Regions from separate parts of the Danio rerio genome. Here region 1 is linked to region 2. Evidence: chromatin contacts called from public Hi-C data. All regions are on one chromosome and are shown on one strand. Each heading gives the region's core, a stretch centred on a gene start, on an enhancer-like site or on the middle of the called end of the contact. The rest is flanking DNA. Distances are from core to core; before and after follow the strand shown. Region 1 holds the start of kcnh2a (potassium voltage-gated channel, subfamily H (eag-related), member 2a). Region 2 overlaps niban1b (niban apoptosis regulator 1b).

Region 1 (4,417 bases), core at 1,639-4,138, 770 kb before region 2:
GCTCTCTATTGCTGTCACTCAGGCTTGACCTGCCTTCATTAAAAGCAAATTAATTGATGAAAAATCGTGATTGGATGGTAATTCTTCCAGTCTTAGGTTGCAAAGGTTTACTTGTAGGAAAAGCCAACAATTAATTTTTAATAGTTTAAATTACTGATTTAAATTTTATGCCAAAATCATTAGAATGCTGTTCCATTTAACTTCCATTCCATTGAATGTTAAATTTCCTACCATAGATGTATCAAAAACTTAATTTCAGAGAGCATGAGCTTGATTTAGACAACTTTATACGTTGCTTTTCTCATTTTTTTTTTTGCTTTTTTTTTTAATCCTCAGATTTCAGATTTCCAAATACAGTAGTAAATCAAACAAATGTCATTTCCTAACAAACAATACACTGCCTGACAAAAGTTTTGTCATAAATATCAGTTGTAAGAGCAACAAATAATAATTTGACTTCTAGTTGATCATTTGGAAAAGTGGCAGAAGGTAGATTTTTCTGATGAATCATCTGTTGAACTGCATTTCAAGCATCACAAATACTGCAGAAGACCTATTGGAACCAGCATGGACCCAAGATTATAACAGAAATCCGTCAAGTTTGGTGAGGAAAAAATCATAGTTTGGGGTTACATTCAGTATGGGGGCGTGTGAGAGATCTACAAAGTGGATGACAACATCAACAGCCTGAGGTTTACATTTACATTACATTACATTGCATTAAAAACCGCAGGAGAGGGCAAATTCTTCAACAGGATAGCGCTCCTTCTCATACTTCAGCCTCCACATCAAAGTTCCTTAAAGCAAACAAGGTCTAGGTGCTCCAGTATTGGCCAGCCCAGTCACCAGGCATGAACATTATTAAGCATGTCTGGGGTAAGATGAAGGAGGAGGCATTGAAGATGATTTCAAAGAATCTTGATGAACTCTGGGAGTCTTGCAAGAACGCTTTCTTTGCCATTCCAAATGACTTTATTAATAAGTTATTAGAGTCATTGCAGAGATGTATGGATGCAGTCATCCAAGCTCATGGGAGTCAAACACAATATTATTTTTTTTCCACTGCTTCATGGCTTTATATTCAAATGACTTTATATTTAATACTGTACTTTTGTCTAAGCCAAGTCAAACCTTACTCTCCTAATTAAATAGATAAATTTTTTTGTCAAATAACTGTAATCTAGAGGCCTTTGCCTTTTATATAAGCCACTTCTTATACCAAATGATCAACTAGAAGTTACATTAGTATTTGTTCTTAAACTTGGATAGGCGACAAAACTTTTGTCAGGTAGTGTACACCAACAGAAATCTAATTTATTCAATTTTCAGATGATCTATACATCTCATTTTCTAAACATTGACCCTTATGATTGTTTTTGTGGTCCGTAGTCACATATATTTACTATGATCATGTGACTGGCTACCTTTGATTTGACAAATTGTATTTGTGGTAAAAGACTTCTACATTCCCTCAGCAATAAAGGCATTTTAAGACTGGTGAATACAGGACAAAACATGATCTTTTTTAAGTCAGGGCCCCTAAGCTGTCCTGGTAAAAGTGGGATGTTTAGTCACAGTTCTTGTTTCTGACTGTTTATGTGTTTTAGCAATATGGTTTGCCATTTTTGGCACCCAAGAAACACACAAATTAAATAAACTCTCCAAAAAAACTTACCATCTTTCCTGTATAAGGAGATCTCCACCTTCCTTTCTTCAGAGCCCAGTAAGGCTTTGGCCATCTGGGCCACCGCTGGTCGTCCAGTGTGTGGGCCATACAGAAAACTGCATGTACACGGTTTCTGCATGACCTCTGAACGCGTGTAGCCACACATCCCACAAAAGCCATCATTACAGAAGATGATGGCACAGTTTTCAACTCGAGCATTGGCGATGATGAATTTGCGATCTGTTGAGGTACAAGAAAAATAGAAATGCAAAAATTTTATTAACCACATCTATGCAGAATCAAAATTGAGCTGCAGTTCAGAATAAATGTGTCTGCTTTAGCTACATTAAAAGATCTACTGAAACAGCAGCTTACTGAAAATCTGAAATCAATTAGTTTTACATAGGCTACTTTAAAAATAATAATAAAAGTAAAATTATGTTTAATTAACTATTTTTACATATTCAGATAGCAAAAGTAAATGATTACTTAGCTGTTCTGACACGTTTAACTCAAATTAAGTTATTAACGACATTATTATTAGTGACAATTAGTAATTTTCAATGGCAATTGATAATAAAATAATATTAATAACAAAATATTTAATAATAACAATAGTCAGCATTAGAAACTGTTTTAAAAACATAATCAATGCACGTTCACTAAAATAAAAGTCATTCACTTACTTTGACCCTCGAATTTGCGAATGATGGTGTCCAGAAAGGTGTTCTGAGGCGCAACGTGTCCCCGTCGTACAGGCATGTTGTCCTACCACAGCAGGGCAAGAAAGTTCTGCAAGTTCCTCGACAGCTTGTATTTACTTGAATAAGAGCGATATATCGACTCTACCGCGAAGTGTTACACATGTACACAAGCTTTACCTTCACACCACATCGATGTAAAAGCAGCACGAGAGCGCGTCTCTTCAAAGTCTCCAGTGATTACGTGTTAAATCTGTCAGTGCGCGCATCCTCGAGCTCAGTAAATCAGCCGTCTCTCCAATTACCTCACGTCACCTGCTTCCCTTTTTGTTTGCAAATGGATGCAAATCAACTTTCTGTCCCAGTTCACTCAATCACTTTCTCCGACGCGCTGCGAAACAGCCCCTCTCTGTGTTTGGGAGCGTTTAAAAATAAAATTGACTAAAATTGCATAGATTGATAGTGAATATGGAGAGGCAGTGAGAGGATGGTTGGGGAGGGGGAGAGTCAAGGGTGTGGAGGAGCGCATGATTCACTCATCCTGATGTTACCTCTCCATGTGTTAGTGTTCGGAGGGCGCAAATCCGATTTAAAGTGTCACACCGCGATTGTAAGTTAGACTAGGTTGAGCTCAAGCTGTAATTCTCACAACTGGTATATCACAAAAGCTAAGAAATTGTGTCTAGTACTGTGTTTGGATAACATGAATGAAGTGACCTCCAGATGATTTCCATGCATTTGCACACAACATTCAAAGTTATAAATACATATAAAATATAAAGATGTTTTATTTGTTAACTTAAAATTATTAATTTAAATACAGAATTGTTTTTTTATTCATTCATTCATTTTCTTTTTTAGCTTAGTCCCTTTATTAATTCGGGGTCGCCACAGCAGAAAGAACTGCTAACTTATTCAGCATGTTTTTTTTATGCAGCAGATGCCCTGCCAGCTGCAACCCATCTCTGGGAAACATCCATACAAATTCATTCACACTTATACACTACAGACAATTTAGCCTGCCCAATTCACCTGTACCAGAGGAAACCCGCGCGAACGCAGGGAGAACATGCAAACTCCACACAGAAACACCAACTGACCCAGCCTCTTGCTGTGAGGTGACAACACTACCGACTGCACCACCGCTGACCATGATATTTTATATATTATATAATTGTGTTAATTTTAATGTTATTATTGCATGTACTAAAGCATGTTTAAAATAAGAAAGTACACTTAAAAATAACTCATCAGATGAACTCAATTTACTGTAACTGAGGGTAGGATTTCCATCCTATCAATTTCTGTAGCACCAACTAAAAAAAAAAAAAAACAGTTTACACAATTGAATGCATTTGAGTTGGTTCAACATAATTTGATCAAATATAAGTTTAAATACATTTGTATTTTTATTTAACTTAAACTTAAAGGTCTGATAATATCATGTGTGTCTATTATGTGTCTTATATTTCAAAGTCTCTTTGATTTATTTAAAGTTATCCTAAATTAACTAAAAGTGCAATTTTAAGCTTATTTCACGAGTTACATGTACAGTTGATTGAGACTCATCTCAGAACTCATTTTAGGACAGTTTTTGCTTACTGAGCAAAGCAACAAACTGCAGTTTTGCTAATTAAGGTGCCAACACCCAAAGCATATGTGCTTCTGCAAGGTGATTATCTCAAAACTCAAAAGGATTACATGAAAATCTTTTAAATCTTTAAAAATAAAGGGATGATTAAACTCTAAAAAGTCTTTCTATTAACTTTAAACACCTAAGATTACTTTTATTGTCAACATTTGCCTCTCTTAATTTAGTCCCATGCAAAGCACACTGGGAACTACAAGTCCACTAACCAGGTATTGGACCATTACAATTCCTTCATGTTGTCCCAACACAAAACACTTAAGTTAACTTAATGGTTTACAAGTTTAAGTGGATTGAACATTAAACAAATAAATTGGCCAAAGAAAGGACAAGAATTGTGTTGTTTCAGCTCATTTTAAACAGATAGTTTGAACAAGCAGCAGAAATCATTTTTAGTGTAGT
Region 2 (4,079 bases), core at 1,137-3,636:
AGGATGTCCTGTAGCCACTCAAGGAAACACCTCTGCCTTCCTCCAACCATTGTTAAGCCCAATTTTCAACCCTAATTTGGAGAACAAGGTGTTGTTGTGTTAGAAAACTGAAAACAGAGGGGTATAGAAGGCTATAGCACACAATAAACAATGCCAAATTATTATTACTCTGTGATCAAACTTCACTATTCAAAAGTTTGGGGTTTAGAATTTCTGTTTAGATTTTCAGTTTTGAACAACTGTACAAAAGCACGCACATCCCTCTTAACTGGGTGCTCAGTCAAAAAACGCAAAAGGTGCAAATTAATTTTTCATTAAAGGCGGCAACGCCAAAGCTCCAAAGATATAAATTTACATATAATATAAAAATATAAATGTACACACTTTGTGTCAGCTTTTTTAATTTAATAAATTTTTATTTTTGGGGCTTTGGTGTTGCCGCCTTTAATATAATATAATATAATATAATATAATATAATATAGGTGGGCAACACAGTGGCGCAGTAGGTAGTGCTGTCAGCTAGCGTTTCTGCGTGGGTTTCCTTTGTGTGCTCCGGTTTCCCCCACAGTCCAAAGACATGCTGTGTAGGTGAATTGGGTAGGCTAAATTGTCTGTAGTGTATGAGTGTGAATGAGTGTGTATGGATGTTTCCCAGAGCTGGGTTGCAGCTGGATAAGTTGCTGGTTTATTCCACTGTGGCAACCCTGGATTAATAAAGGGACTAAGCCGAAAAGAAAATGAATAAATGAATGAATGATATAGGCGACACGGTGGCTCAGTAATCAGCATTGTTGCCTCATAGCAAAAAGGTCGCTGATCCCGTCTGGGCTAATTGGCATTTCTTTGGAGAAGACATGTGGGACAGGTGAATTAAGGAAACTAAATTGGCCGTAGTGTATGATTGTAGAACATATAACATATGCTGGACAAGCTGGCAGTTCATTCCGCTGTGGCAACCCTTCAAAAATAAAGGAACTAAGCTGAAGAAAAATGAATGAATGAATGAATTACTAAAAATTCATTAAAAACTTAAACATTAAAAAATTCAACTAAAACTTTCTCAGTTTTTTCTGTTATCTATTTACCATTATGTCAACTTTGAATGTATTTATCTACTTATCTTATGAACAATGAAACAGTTATTATACAAAGAGCTTGAGAACAAAACTATCAACATACAGTTTTTATGTAATTATGCTTCAAGCATATTTAGTGACTGTAACCCTTTTATTACTCTATATTCACAATGACTCAACCACCACATCTCTGAATTGCAGACTGAATCACCTCCTTCACATTATTCCACCGCTTTTATATTGCTTTGCCTTGTTTTTACATTTCTAAAACATTGTAAGCAAGACAGAGGTATTTTCTAGACAAATAAAAATATTATACTGTTTTCAGAAAAATAGCTATTTTTGCAACTTTAAATTAGCAAAATAATCTGTTTATGGGCTTAACAAATTTAACTGAATACAAGATTATTTTGTTTCTTTTAAGAATAATTTTTAATTTAGAAAAAATCAAAACAACTTAAAAACCTAATTGGTTTTTGGACAACTTTTTATTTATCTAGAACAAAGATGCCCGAACTAGGGCCTGTGGGCAAAATTGGCCCATGATTACCTTTGATTTGGCCCATCATCCCATTTGAGAAGAAAGTAAAAATAAGGGGGGTCAGGGGTGAGGAGATAGCGTTTATTAGAGATTGTGTTTTCTAACTTTGCTTGTTTGTTTTATTGTTGAGCTACAAAAAAGCAAGCTTGAATTAAATCTTTCAATTAAATGCTGCAAATAGATCAGATTCATTTAAATGTGCATTGAATTCCATTCTTTGTGTTATAAAAGGAATTGTTTGTTTTCATTGTAATAAGTTAATTATAAAATGTGCAAATTTACAATGCAATAATTAACTTAATATGATTACAGTAATGATTTCTTTATTTTTAAATATTATTTAAAAAACTAGCAAATTACCCATGGCAACTTTGTAATACAGTTTGCTTTATTTATCTTCGGCCCACAGCCCTCAATTATGTTTAGTGTCTGGCCCTTCATAAGACAAACTTTGGGCACCCCGATCTAGAGAATGCTTCTTGGTTTAAGGATTAGATATTTGAACAAGAAACAAGACAAAAACTCTAAGTAAGAAAAGCAAATGTAATTTTTATAGACGTGTGTTTTTCCTCCATGTGTCACTGTGGAGTCTTAGTTCGTGTATCATCACGGCTCTAATTCTGCCATTACTGGCCACAGCAGTGACTCTCTCACTGTTTTTCTGCAGGTGCTGGCCAATCTGGTGCTGGAGGATCTTCTGCCGTCCCTGCAGACGGAGCTCTTGCCCAAGCTGAAGGGGAAGAAGCCGGAGAGGAAGAGGGTTTGGTTTGCGGTAAGTGAGATCAGCCTCTCCTTGCCTCTATTCTTAGAGCATTTACAAAGCATGTGTTCAGTGTCGCAGTCAGACGACACTCGGCTGCTGCTTTTTTGAGCAGTCCACCTTTTCCCACAGCATGCTTTCCTTTGCAGGACACTTTGCATGAATTATGGGAGTAACTTCCTTTAAACTGTAAACAAACAGTGAAGTGCTTCATTTAAAAATGTGGGTTTAATGAGGGTCATTATTCTCCCAGTTCATCCATTGAAAGTGGTGAGGAAATTTATTAGAATTAACAAATGAGTTTGGGCAGACCATGAATAGCACCAAAAACTGAAGATGAATCTTTCTGTAGCAGTAAATACTGAATGTGACTTGATGTAAAAACAGGGGTGGGCGATGTGACCAAAATTCGATTTCATTTTATTTAATAGTGCCGATTATTTAAGAAGATAGTTATTCTAGAAAATCTTCTCTGTTCATGTGTTTTGAAGAAGAGTTCACTTACAGGATCTCAGAGTCAGATTTGAGATTTCTATTCCCCATATTAGTGTTTTCTTATTTTCTTCTTGGAAATTTCTCATTGGGCAGGCACTAGGACCCAGTGGGAGACAGCAAAAGAATACATTTAACATATATTAAATTACGCTCTGTATGATTGGTGTCACAGTCAATGTTAAAATGACAAATGAAATGTTACTTTTCTTAAAGATAAAAATAAAGCTCGAAGCCAAACACACCTCTCACAAAGGTATTATTAGCATGCATATAAACTATTTTTTCTCCCACACTTTTTATTACAATTTTTTTGAGACTTATTAAATATAAGTTTCCCAAACTTAAAGTGCAACCAATAATTTGGAAGCATGTAGAAAAACTGGCGCCGGCAGCCATTCAGCTGTACGCCCTGTGTGTAACTACCATGAGAGGGCACGAATTACTGCAGCTTTTTTTTTTCTATTTTTACATCATTTAAATTGATTATTCAACAGTATACACGACGATATATTGACAAAGCAAGAAAGAATGAGAATAAATAAGGATGTGCGGTTGTGTGTTTTAAAGTGTGTTTGTATTTGCAGAGTGGGATATGGGTAGGCCCACACGGAATCTGCGCGCGCATAATTCTGCAGATTTTCCACAGATTTTCCGCAGATTTCTGCAGATTTTTAGCCCGTTATTAGTTCTGTTTATTTACTTGAGTAAATGTGTAAATCTGATTTTATTCAGTTTTTATTCAGTAATTTATTACTTTTTATTTAATATATTAAGGTTTTAGTTATGATACTCCACTGGATACTCCAAAAATAATACCAAAGTTCTCCGCAGAAATGGCAAAAAACGTCCGCAGATTCCGTCTGGCCCTGGATATGGGTAAAGAAATCTATTGGCTTTGGTTTTCTGTCAGTTTTTCCGCGCATTAAAAATTGTTTAAAACAAGGTTCAACATGAGTAAACGCTCTTTAAAACAGTCAAACTTAATTAAGGCATTTGCCTAATGGCCTAAAATTAATGAGACAAATATTGGAAAAAATGGTAAAAAAAAAAAAAACTATTGTTTTTCTGGCCTCCACATCATCCAAAATAATACACATTTTACACAATTAGATATAACTCTCTTCGGCTGTCTGTCTCAGCTGACTTGGCATACAGACAAAGACGGCTCTGTGTCCGTGATGGAGTGGGTTTATTGTGCCCATTTTT

Evidence for each region. Hi-C and Micro-C count contacts between places; a contact is called where the count stands out from the background.
Region 1: a contact with region 2 is called in a Hi-C map of embryo, with 5 times the contacts expected there. The contact joins the promoter of kcnh2a here to the enhancer-like site in region 2. A contact is called at or near these places in 2 of 18 Hi-C or Micro-C datasets (both in embryo).

Annotation. Positions count from the first base shown.
Region 1 is chr2:27,409,227-27,413,643 of GRCz12tu, reverse strand. kcnh2a (potassium voltage-gated channel, subfamily H (eag-related), member 2a) reads right to left here and starts at 2,888. Exons shown (of 15, transcript NM_001042722.2): 1 at 2,353-2,888; 2 at 1,676-1,906. The coding sequence starts at 2,428. The region is part of intron 2 of LOC141378148 (a long non-coding RNA gene); the gene reads left to right.
Region 2 is chr2:26,636,453-26,640,531 of GRCz12tu, reverse strand. niban1b (niban apoptosis regulator 1b) reads left to right here. Exons shown (of 14, transcript XM_684820.9): 7 at 2,286-2,390. Among named protein-coding and RNA genes, the nearest start is that of niban1b, 40 kb to the left of the region's middle. Within about 2 kb of position 2,386, at least 16 of the 62 cell types and tissues checked have an H3K27ac peak or open chromatin away from gene starts, as enhancers often do.